Linked DNA regions of Mus musculus: regions 1 and 3 are each linked to region 2. Evidence: chromatin contacts called from public Hi-C and HiChIP or PLAC-seq data. All regions are on one chromosome and are shown on one strand. The core of a region is the stretch at or near the end of the contact, and the rest is flanking DNA. Distances in the headings are between cores, read along the strand shown. Region 1 has its middle 63 kb from the start of Gm34177. Region 2 holds the start of Mtarc2 (mitochondrial amidoxime reducing component 2). Region 3 holds the start of Slc30a10 (solute carrier family 30, member 10).

The links. Hi-C and Micro-C count contacts between places; a contact is called where the count stands out from the background. HiChIP or PLAC-seq counts read pairs in DNA pulled down with a chosen protein or histone mark.
Region 1: a Hi-C map of the N1E-115 cell line shows a contact between it and region 2, with 2.2 times the contacts expected there. The contact joins the enhancer-like site here to the promoter of Mtarc2 in region 2. A contact is called at or near these places in 3 of 39 promoter capture datasets (the 3T3-L1 cell line, hippocampal neurons and pre-B cells), 1 of 484 Hi-C or Micro-C datasets (the N1E-115 cell line) and 3 of 115 datasets of contacts at active chromatin or transcription factors (bone marrow-derived macrophages, microglia and pancreatic cancer cells).
Region 3: an H3K4me3 HiChIP or PLAC-seq map of embryonic stem cells shows a contact between it and region 2, with 7 read pairs. The contact joins the promoter of Slc30a10 here to the promoter of Mtarc2 in region 2. A contact is called at or near these places in 1 of 39 promoter capture datasets (liver) and 2 of 115 datasets of contacts at active chromatin or transcription factors (bone marrow-derived macrophages and embryonic stem cells).

Annotation. Positions count from the first base shown.
Region 1 is chr1:184,264,907-184,268,208 of GRCm38.p6, forward strand. No RefSeq gene overlaps it. Among named protein-coding and RNA genes, the nearest start is that of Gm34177, 63 kb to the right of the region's middle. Within about 2 kb of position 1,470, at least 18 of the 459 cell types and tissues checked have an H3K27ac peak or open chromatin away from gene starts, as enhancers often do. A contact at or near this core is called in the N1E-115 cell line and pancreatic cancer cells, where this site is marked.
Region 2 is chr1:184,843,622-184,847,309 of GRCm38.p6, forward strand. It overlaps Mtarc2 (mitochondrial amidoxime reducing component 2), which reads right to left and starts at 2,287. Exons shown (of 8, transcript NM_133684.4): 1 at 1,925-2,287. The coding sequence starts at 2,196. Gm34451 (a long non-coding RNA gene) reads left to right here and starts at 2,226. Exons shown (of 2, transcript XR_865818.3): 1 at 2,226-2,616.
Region 3 is chr1:185,452,983-185,456,655 of GRCm38.p6, forward strand. It overlaps Slc30a10 (solute carrier family 30, member 10), which reads left to right and starts at 1,866. Exons shown (of 4, transcript NM_001033286.2): 1 at 1,866-2,697; 2 at 3,370-3,447. The coding sequence starts at 2,082. It overlaps Gm2061 (predicted gene 2061), which reads right to left and starts at 2,586. Exons shown (of 3, transcript NR_040305.1): 1 at 2,054-2,586; 2 at 1,023-1,151.

The sequences.
Region 1 (3,302 bases), core at 220-2,719, 580 kb before region 2:
GCGAATAAACCCTCACTGGAGTTCATCGACACCTGCTTCCTAGAGAGAGTCATCTCTGCCTGCTTCCTACCCGAGGACAGAGTGAGCAGCTATTCACACCCACGGTGCCATGATTCAGCTCCGCGATGGACTGCATTCTCTCCAACCAAGAGCCACACGATAACCCCTTTCTTGTGTTGTTTTCGGTTGCTTTTGTCAGAGCAACAAGAAAAGTAAAACAAATCCATTATTTCACTGGACCGTTTAAACTAACTTGCTTTTCTTGTAACAAAGAAGGGCTTTTTAAAATCTCTTCCCATTCTTTCTGGGGGAGTACAAAATCATTGACCTGTTAGATCCTGGATTTACATTACCCTCCCTGTGTGTGTGTGTGTGTGTGTGTGTGTGTGTGTGTGTGTGTGTGTGTTACATGAAGATGGGAGACCTATGTTAGACTTAAGCATGGTTACCTGGCTTCCTCTTGCTACAACAAGGATGTTGTGTTCCCCAAAAGCACAAGCAAGAAGATGAGGCTGTGTGACGTGACACCACAGGCACTGTAGTGAGCGTAAAACAAACGCACAGATTGTACCTACAACTAGATCCTATAATTAATTGTACCACAAGAGATTCATCCATGCTGGTTATGCCAGACCTTCTGGCACAGCAGGGGAGGAGACTGGCGAATCTTCAGCCCCAGTGTGTCACTTCAGCGGATACTTTGACCTGATGGCAGACACGTGTTGTTGGGATGCATGTCTTTGCTCCTCATTTACAGGTAGAATGGCAACAGCAAGCATTTGTGTGTTCTGTCCTTGCCGGAGAGTGAATGTCTACAGAATGTTCGTGGAGGTGGGGACTTTCCGGTTTCTTTCAGGTATATACATACTTCCTTGGAGCATTCGGTTTTCAGAACCATGCTTGGCTGTGGTACAGGGTTATACCCAGGCTAGGGCCACACTTCGATGATCCAAATGATCGTTTCTGTAGTGTCAAAAGAGTTCACACTGTTGACACTTCGTCTTCATTCCACCAAAGAAAGTAGAAGCGTATTGTTGCGACAGAGGAAGTAAAGGCGTTTTCAAGGTGGAGATCAAGCGCTTTCCCAAAACTTGGTCAAGAGATTTTAGTAACTTAAACAACTGTTAAGCGTGTTGCTCTGGCCAACTTCAGAGACCTTGTGACTCAGAGCGTTCACAGAGCTGATGTAACTGTTCTGGAAGTCTTTTGACTTGAACTTAAGAGTCACTTCCACACAGCTGCATCATGTCCACCTTCAACAGCAATTTGGACCCAGAAAGCACGGAAGGAACAGGGGCAGGAAAGGCCCAAACTAAACCCTGAGAGGAGAATCACACAACAAACCTGGGGTGTAGTTCCAGTCATTGGCCACCAGGGGTCTGTCTTCTCACAAGGAGCTGTGCGCAGAGGGCGTGTTTCTGGGACTTTGAAAACCCAAAGCTTTTCTGGATGTTTGCGGTGCATCCAGATGTTGGTTGTAAAGGTGCAAAAGCAAAGCGAGTTCTCAAAGCCAGGACAAATAACGGGCAGCTTCTCGTTTAAGGATTTAAATGGAGTAGCAGATGGAACTTGTGCCAATCCTTGGGAGAACGACGGAGCGGTAGGTGGCCAAGAGAGTGGAGACCCAGAAAAAGTTAAAAACACAGGCCATCTGTTCCCGGATCTCTTTCTACTTCACCTGGTTTTCACTCTCACCCCTGTGCCGTGCTACAGCTGAAAAACATCACTACCAAAACGTGCTGGGAGAATTTTTATTTGTCTGTCCTAGCCTCCAGAATCGGGACTGGCCCTGCATTAGAATTGGATAACCCAAGTGCCTTTTGACATTTAAAAGTTACACATTGGAGGCCAACCCCAGGAACAAGAGTTGTCTCTTGAGATCTGTTAAGAAGCTCTGCAAATTAAAGAGTTTGTGGGGAGGGGGGGGGCGTCTCTCTAGTGCTTTTAGTTGCTTTGTTTTGTTTTGAAATAGCCAAAAGATTTTCATCACTTAAGGAATTATCTCCTTCGTTCCCTTGCTACTCTGAAAGTGGAGTAGCCACTTCTGAAAGTCGACATTCCTGAGAGTCCAAGATATATTTTCACACTTTTAATTAAAATTTGAAAAGATGTAGCTCTCCGGTCAGCTAATGTGGGATGGGTGACTTACTCGAAGCAACTGTTACTCCATCTAGACATCATAATGGACTCTGGGCCTGAAGAGCTTGTTCCCTTTGAGGGAATGTTATTTTCCTTTGGCTTTATTTGTTGATGTTGATGCCTTTGGGACAGTGATCTCAGTGTATCTAGTGGCTGTGCCCACCAGGCTGGTTAACCAGAAACAAACCCTCAGAGAAGAGTTGCCTCCCGGACCCTGCCTTCTTTATTCTGGTCTTTCGAACACACATAGATGTCTTCATTACAGCTCCGACTCCTTCCAAACTGCACACTCCTTAACCTGATTTCTCACCACGCATGCAGCTGTTTACTAATTTATTACTCACTAAGAACTTCATGCTGTGGCTAAAATTAAAACGGGGACAGCGGTCTGCTCTCTCAAAACGATGCCGAACTAGTGGAAAGAATTCTAAAAACGTATTTTTAAGATGTATACATTGTTGTGCACACATGCACATGTCTGCCTGTGTGTGCATGCATGAGGTGGGGGCATGCACTTGTGTGCAAATGCCCTCAGAGGTCAGAAGAGGACATTGGATTCCCTGGTGCCTCAGGCAGTTGGGAGTCACCTGACTTCGATGCCAGGGGAGCAGGGGGGGGGGGAGGAACTCATGTCCTCTGGAGGTTCAGCTACCTCTCTTAACCACTGAGCCACCTTTCAGCCCCAGCAATTCCTTAAATACACTTCTGGATCTAACTGAATATTCTGAGCATGAGGTGCCACAGGCATTTGTGACCTAGAGGCACTCTCTGATCACCCACATGACACATCTTCAGCTTACAACTATTATGTCTAGAGATCACTGTCGCTGAAATCTGCGGTTCAAGAGCTATGTCAGCAGAACCCTGATCCACATGTTCAGATAAAATAGCTGCGCAAATCCTCCTTCCAATATCATTTCGTTAAGCTGAGATACCCAGTCGATAAAAAGAAAACCAGAAATTCTCTCCGAAAAGCCATTCTCACTTGGCTCCAGTTATCTGGATATAATTGTTTTTACTTTATTATTATATTTAAGCCATGACATCTGTTTCCAAACTGTTCTGGGATAGAAGAATTAACAGGAAGCAGGCTCTGCAACTGCACTCTCTTCTCCCCAAGCCGAGCATCTGTGGGGAGTGATGAACATGGTAAAGAGAAGCAG
Region 2 (3,688 bases), core at 1,037-3,536:
CAGGTTTTAGCCCAATGTCTAACACATAACCATTTCTCTGCCTTTCCCTCCACCTCAAACCACACCATCCAGAGAGGAAGCTGATCCTGCTGAGCACGGTGGGACAGGCCTATAACCCTAGCACTTGGGAAACAGAAGCAGACCGATCCCTACAAGTTCAAGGCCAACCTTATCTACACAGCAAGCCAGAGTTCAGGACAGTCAGAGCAATGTAGGGAGATCTTTTATTTAAAAAAAAAAAAAGGAAAAAATGAAAGAAAGAATGTATTGCTCAAAACGAGAGATGCAGTTCTATTTACTTCATTGAATCCCCAGGGAGCAGAAAAAAGCAGGGCAAAGGACACCTTTTCTCCCTACACCAGCAACATCACAGGCAAGCCATGATAATCTCAGTGAGGCACACGCCATGCTCTGATGATCTGAGGAAACAGGTCGGTCGGTACTGGTTGCCTGTGAGATACCCCAGGGTTCCTAGGTGAGAGGAAAGATGCTCACATCTGCCTTGCCACCTCTGGTTAACACGGTGGGCCTCAGAACCCCCTGGGTGTTGTACAGTATCCAGTACCAGGTACCCAAGGTCTTCCTGACCGCAGAGATCTTAACCTCCACACTTTAATAAACTCTAAACATCTTTCTCACAATGATCTCGCAGGAAACCATTTCATTATAGCAGAACAATCCCCTGGGGGGATTCTCCATTCTTGGTGATTTCAATTCATTTGGACAGGGATGGGACTCTCGAGGAATGGTAGTATTTTATTTCATTTTATTTCATTTCAGTATATACACAAGTTTTCATATAGCTCAGGCAGGCCTTGAACCCAAATCTACAGCTTCCCTGGAAGTGACCTTGAACTTCTGATCCTCCTGTGTGGAAATGACTGGCATGTGCCACCATGCCTCCCTTGGATGCTGGAGGATAAAATTCAGGGCTTCACGAACCCTTGGCAAACACTCTCTCCTACCAACGGAGCTATATCCCCAGGCCCTCAGTAAATGATAATTTAAACCCAAACCTCCCAGCATTGCAAACATAGGCCGCCAATGAGGAATGGAAAATCCATGAGCGGAATTCCTGATCTATAAATTTATTCTGTAGCAGAACTAAACTCTTTTTTTTTATTCTAACCTCCTTTATTATTATTTCATACCCGTTTGTGACTAGCTCTCTATCGCCATCTACCACAACCCCTCCCTCGCCCCACCCCCGGCAAACCGTGTAATTCTGCTCCTTACTCGTTCAAGTGGTCACCAGAACTAGAGGGAAGGCCCGATGTTCTTGAAAACGCTCAGCCAATGGCATTTTATATTTCTAGTGTCCTACAGTTAGGAGAGCTGTACGGACAGCTGACAGGGGAGTCTCCCCCCCCCCCCCCACCCCCCAGGGTTCCAGGAATGCTCCAACTCAGTTTTCCAAAACTACTTTAGCCAGAAGCACGGGCTTCGCAGCTAAAGGATCAAAGCTCGACAGCCCAGAGAATTCAGGCAACAAGCCTCAGTTCTGTGAAGCCGAAAGGGGTGGGGGCCGAAATCCAGGCGCTCTGTTTCGCTTTAGAGTAAATTTGCATGTGGTAAAACTAAAATTCTCCTCCCGGAAGGTCTCCCCACAGACATATTTGGGCTTGCAAACTTAGATTTCAACTTGAACACGCTCGTCAATGTGCACCGTGCTGTAACTGCTGTCATCTCTTTCCCATATGTGTGTTTCCCAGAAGCAACAAACCCTTACTTTCTAGGTTTGGGGAGAACACAGCTTGCAGTACGGAACTCCTCTCTCGACTTGCTCCAGGCTCAGGCTCACAAAGTTTGCACTCACCGAGGGGCGCCTGGTTCCAGGTCTCACACTTCCGAGCAAGGATAGGCAAGGCCCCACCTCCCTCGCCCCGGCCCATTCGCGCCCGGTGCAGTGCGGGGCTCGGCGTACCTGTCGCGCACTTTGCCACAGCGCAGCCCCATGTCCGTGCACTCGGTCTCACACACCGACACCCCCTTGCAGGACTTGATCGGGTAGATCCAAACCTTCGACACCGTGCCCACCTGCTGCAGCTGCCGGCGCCGCCGGGGACGCGTGCGACGCCAAGCTACGGTCCCCAGCGCCACCGCAGCCAGCCCCAGCGCGGCGACGCCGAGCCAGGTGGACCGCGGCTGCCCAGGGAGGCCGAGGCGAGCCAGAGCCGTAGAGCTGGAGGAACCCATGTTACACTATCCCGGGCAGGCCTGGGCTACTGGGCCGCGGTGTCGAGGCGGGGCTTAAGGCTCCGGGAGTGTGGGAGGAGCCAGGGTTGGCGCAGCCGCACTGCCTGTCAAACTTATGCTGCTCACGTCCAGATCAGTGTCGGCGGAGCCTGGCCCACGCCCATCGCGGGTGACAGCGTGGGGTGGTCACTTTCATTTTACTTTGTCTCTGTCCGCCTTTAAAGTGATCCCTCCCCCCATGACTCTTCAACCTGCTACACTCATTAACCCTTTTGCTTCTAAAAGGAGCACACTCAATTGTGCAAGAAGCTGCTGCACTGAAATGAAGCAGAATGGAGGAATGTTTCCTGGGGACAACTTTGGGATAGGTCTCCCGAAGATCGCGCAACTCTCTGGAACGCTCGGCTTCCATCTCTGCAGGTAGAGACAAAACTACTGGCGCGGCTTCTGGCAGCGTGACCTGAGGTTACAGGTACACCAGCCAATTAAGACAGCGCAAGGAAGGGAAAGGCTGCCAGAGCTTACCACTTGCTGAGGTCCGAATAGAGGACTCTGGTCGACTTTTCTCAGACAACGATCTAAACGGAATCCAAATGTCAGGCTTTGGCTAAGAGATAGCCCCAAGTTCAAGATCACGGTGGGCTATTGATGGCCAGGACCTGTCTCAGAAGCATCAATGATTAACTCATCAGTTGAAAGCCGCTCAACCCATAAAGGTCCTGGCTGCCAACACTGACATCTCGAATTCAGTCCCTGGGAGCCATGTGATAGAAGGGAGGGAACCATTTCTTGAACAAACAGAGAGAGTGGGAGGGAGAAGGAGAGGGGGACTGGGAAGGGGAGGGGAAGACTGAGACAAGAGACACGAGAGAGGAGAGGGTGGGAGGTGTACATGGAGAGACAGAAAGAGGAGACAGGGGGAGAATAAACGCTAAATAAATAAATGGCGAAATGACTCAGTGGTTAAGAGCACCCAGATGGACTCCCAGTACTTACATAGCAGATCGTATCTGTCTGCAATTCCAGTGCCAAGAGACCCCCACTCTCTCTGCCCCCTGCAGACCCCCACTCTCTCTGCCCCCTGCAGACCCCCACTCTCTCTGCCCCCCGCAGATAGCTGGAACACAGGTGGTACTCAGGCATACATGCGGGCAAAAACATCCACATACTTAAAATAAAAATAAAAATTTTAAAATAGCCAAGGGCTTAGAATGTTGAATTCTGCTGCGTGGACAGTCACCAGAGACGACAGACTTCTGCATGGGAGGAAAGACAGGACAGAGCCCCAACCTCTGTAACTGGCAGAGCAAGTGTGTTTGCTTCTGATAGGTGACACAGACTGAGAGAGCCTACCCATGTAGCACGTGTTCCCCCCCCCCTTCTCTGCCCCTTCACTTTCCCTCTGAAAAGCTCAATGCCTACTAGATCTGAGCTCATCCCCACTACAGACACACACTCTGTCAATAGTTACTTGATGGATAAAACCCAGGCT
Region 3 (3,673 bases), core at 616-3,115, 610 kb after region 2:
AATCCCAATACATTATATGCGTGTACAGGGCTGGCAAGAGTAAATTCAATCCAAATTATCAGTATTATTCTTTTTTAGGTTGAGTGTTTTGTTAGTGGATTCCAGTCTCAAGCCAATCCTCTAGGACATTTGAGAGTAAATGCCTGCACCACTGTCCCTTGCTGCACCACTGTCCCTTGCTGCACCACTGTCCCTTGCTCGTTGGCTTTGCTTTGAGGAAGGCATAGAATGTATTTCCAAGCTCCAACCCTGTGCATTTTCTCCATGAGGGTGGTTAAAGTTTATGGGGAGACACGGTTATTGTGCTTTGCCTTCAGACCCTTCCTAAAATGAGTGAGGCACAGGGCTCCCCCATCCACACCCCACTTGTCTTAGCTAGGGTTTTACTGCTGTGAACAGACACCATGAGCAAGGCAACTTGTAGACAACCTTAGCTACCTCCGGAACACAGCTTCTCTGTGCTCTCAGGAAACACTTCTCCGATTTCACCTCGGTGATGCTGGTCTCTTCTTAATCACTGCTGATTTCTTAGCTACAGTCAACCAGCATCCATTGTCCCAGTAGTTCCTTCTGTTCTTGACCCTAAAGCCAGAGCCACGTGCTGAAGTTGCTGCTTGCTGGGGCTGGAACATGGCCCCCTTGTTCTATTACAGTATCACCGGATTTCTGTTTTCCAACTCCTTTACTGCCTAAGCTTGGCTGTCCTGGAACTTGCTCTGTAGACTGACTTTGAACTCAGAGATCAGCTTGGCTTTGCCTCCTGGGATTAAAGGGGCGTACTGCCATGCCCGAACCTAAACTTAGCTGTTGTGGTCTTGCCCCAAGGTCACCACATATTAAAATCCTTCTCCTCTGAAACCTCTAGAGCCAGGCTTCCACAGTTCAAATCACCCTCAGCAACAAAGTCTTCCATATTCCTGCTAGGATGGCTCACTGAGCCCCGCTTAGAGCATTCCACTGCTTTCCAAATCCAAAGTCCCCAAACCCACATTCCTCCAAACCAAAGCCTATCACATCGATACCTCAGTCGATGGTTACCAACTTCTGTCTCCGAAGTGACCAACAGCAAATACCCTTTCTGAAGGGGCTGCAGTGTAGACTCTCAAGTCCAGGACATGTTCCCTTTGAGTGATTGTCACTTGGAACAGGGTCTATTTGGAAAAAAAAAATTGGGTCAATTGAACTATGAGTATAGGGTCACCTTTAGGGGCAGTAGAAATTCTTTCTGACAGACTAGGAAAGGAGACCAAACCTGGCTTCTTTGATGGCCAAGGGACACAAAGAATCCCAGCCTTGGAGTGCTATACCAGTGCTCCATACTAATGCTAATAGCAGTGGCAGCCATGCACCCTGGGCTGCCTGCCTTCCTCTCCTCTGTAGACAGCTCGACTCAGATAGAGACCCCTAAAAGGGAGATGGCGATACTGTGCTATAAGGGAGTAATAGGATTCGTGGCCTTTGTGAAGAAGAAAGGATAAAGGGTTTTGACTATGGGTTCAGGGACAGGGGTTAACGGGAGGAATGAGATACCATTTAACCAGTGGAAAAGCAGGAAACACCTTTAAGGGCACTAGGCTCCACCAGCTCATATGGAATCTGCCCTGCAACTCGCATCTGGGCACGTAGGCAGCGGTGCGCACACCCACTACAGCCTAGGTCCTTATCAGCGGCATACACAGATCTGTAGTAGCCCAGGGGTGAAGGCGGGGTGGAGTTGGAGGAGCGGGACCATCCCGTGCATCTCTCTCTCAGAGAGGGTGGAGGTGGAGATTTAAGAAGATTGACATCCCAATGCGCCCCTCCTCCCAGCAGCTCCGGTCTCCAGCCCAGACCTAGAAGGAGACACAGGCTGGTGGCCACCAGCCAAATCAAGCTTGGGCGGCGAGGGAGGAGGGGCAGGGGCCCCGGGAGGTGGCCTTTGCGACTCTGGGGCCACTCCTGCAGACTCTGGTCCCGCGAGCGCGAGCTGGAAGCATAAAAGGTCCGGGCGGGTAAGGGCGGGCCTGCAGCAGGAGGTGGGCTCCAGACCGCCCCCCCCACCCCCCCCGCCAACCTGTTGCGGGGCGCAGCGGGCTGTAGAGATGGGCCGTTACTCAGGCAAGACGTGCCGGCTGCTGTTCATGCTGGTGCTCACCGCGGCCTTCTTCGTGGCCGAGCTGGTGTCGGGTTACCTGGGCAACTCCATCGCGCTGCTCTCGGACTCGTTCAACATGCTGTCAGACCTGATCTCGCTGTGCGTGGGCCTGGGCTCCGGCTACATCGCGCGGCGCGGTCCCCGCGGCTCCAGTGCCACCTACGGCTACGTGCGGGCCGAGGTGGTGGGCGCGCTCAGCAACGCAGTCTTCCTCACTGCGCTCTGCTTCACCATCTTCGTGGAGGCCGTGTTGCGCCTTGCGCGGCCCGAGCGCATCGACGACCCGGAGCTGGTGCTTATCGTGGGAGCCCTGGGGCTGGCGGTCAACGTGGTGGGGCTGCTCATCTTCCAGGACTGCGGCGCCTGCTTCTCCCGCTGCACGCGGGGTCGCCGGACCCGCCCTTCGCAGCAGCCAAGCCAGGGGGATCCTCGTGGCGCTTTGGGGTGTCCCCAAGAGGCTGCGACAGCCACAGCTCCTGGCTCGGGCACAGCAGTGACTCTCCGGGGGTCCTCGGCCGGAAGAAAGCAGCAGGAGGGCGCGACCGTGTTCTCTAATGTAGCAGGTGCCTTTCGGTTGCATCCTTCCGGACTGGGAGCACTTTGTTCTTCCCTCAATTCTCCCTCCTCCTCCTGGCATCTGGACCCCTTTACTCATCCACTACCTCTTTTTCGGCTCGTTTTCTTGACTGATTTATCAAAAAGTCCCTTCGCTTCTCTTCTCACTTAATTCTCCATCTTTCCCTCCCTCCTCGTTCTCCTTCCTTGCTTGCCTTCTCTCCCCCCTCCCCCGCCCCATTTTCCTCTCTTTCTCCTTCTTGACCCTGTAGTCCTTATCTTCCCCTCTCCTGTGGCAGTATTGATCTTGGAAATCAATTCTTAACTATTGGGCAACGGAGCATTTCCTATCCTGCCCCTTCTCCGGTGCTAACTGGATGTTTCCTCCCCTGACATCGGTGTCAGGGCTATCTCCTGCCTCTTGGGTATTGAGGATCTGGGGGATAGGTGTAGGCTTATCCTTGTCCCGTTTTTAATTTGAAAGCTGTGTGTGTGAAGACCAAGGGTGGACCTCGGGCTTCCTCTGGGTTAAAAGGTACCTATTTGGGCTGAGTGTAGGAGAAGCGGGGGACTCCTGTATGCTAAGAGGAATTGAAAATAACAAAACCGCATTTTGAGATCATTGGTTCTTTTTGTTTGTAGAACTCATACACAACACAAGGTTTCTTCTTTGAATGCAGGTGATTCCCTGAACACCGAGAATGAACCAGAAGAGACGACGAAAAAAGAGAAGAAGTCTGAAGCACTCAATATCAGAGGTAGGCTTGTCTGTGGGCTAGCTCCGGCTCCTTTCCCTGACTCACGGGTCTGTGCTGTGAGTACTTCTGCTTTTAGGAAAGCAACAGTGTGCTGGGAAGTGGGTCAGTTACCTGCAGACTATGACCCTCTCCTCTTGCCTAATCATCGCATTGATTCTGAGGGAGAAGCTGGTTGCTAATGATTTATCTTTGCTCTAATTAAGCCACGCTGAAGCTGCCTGTTCCT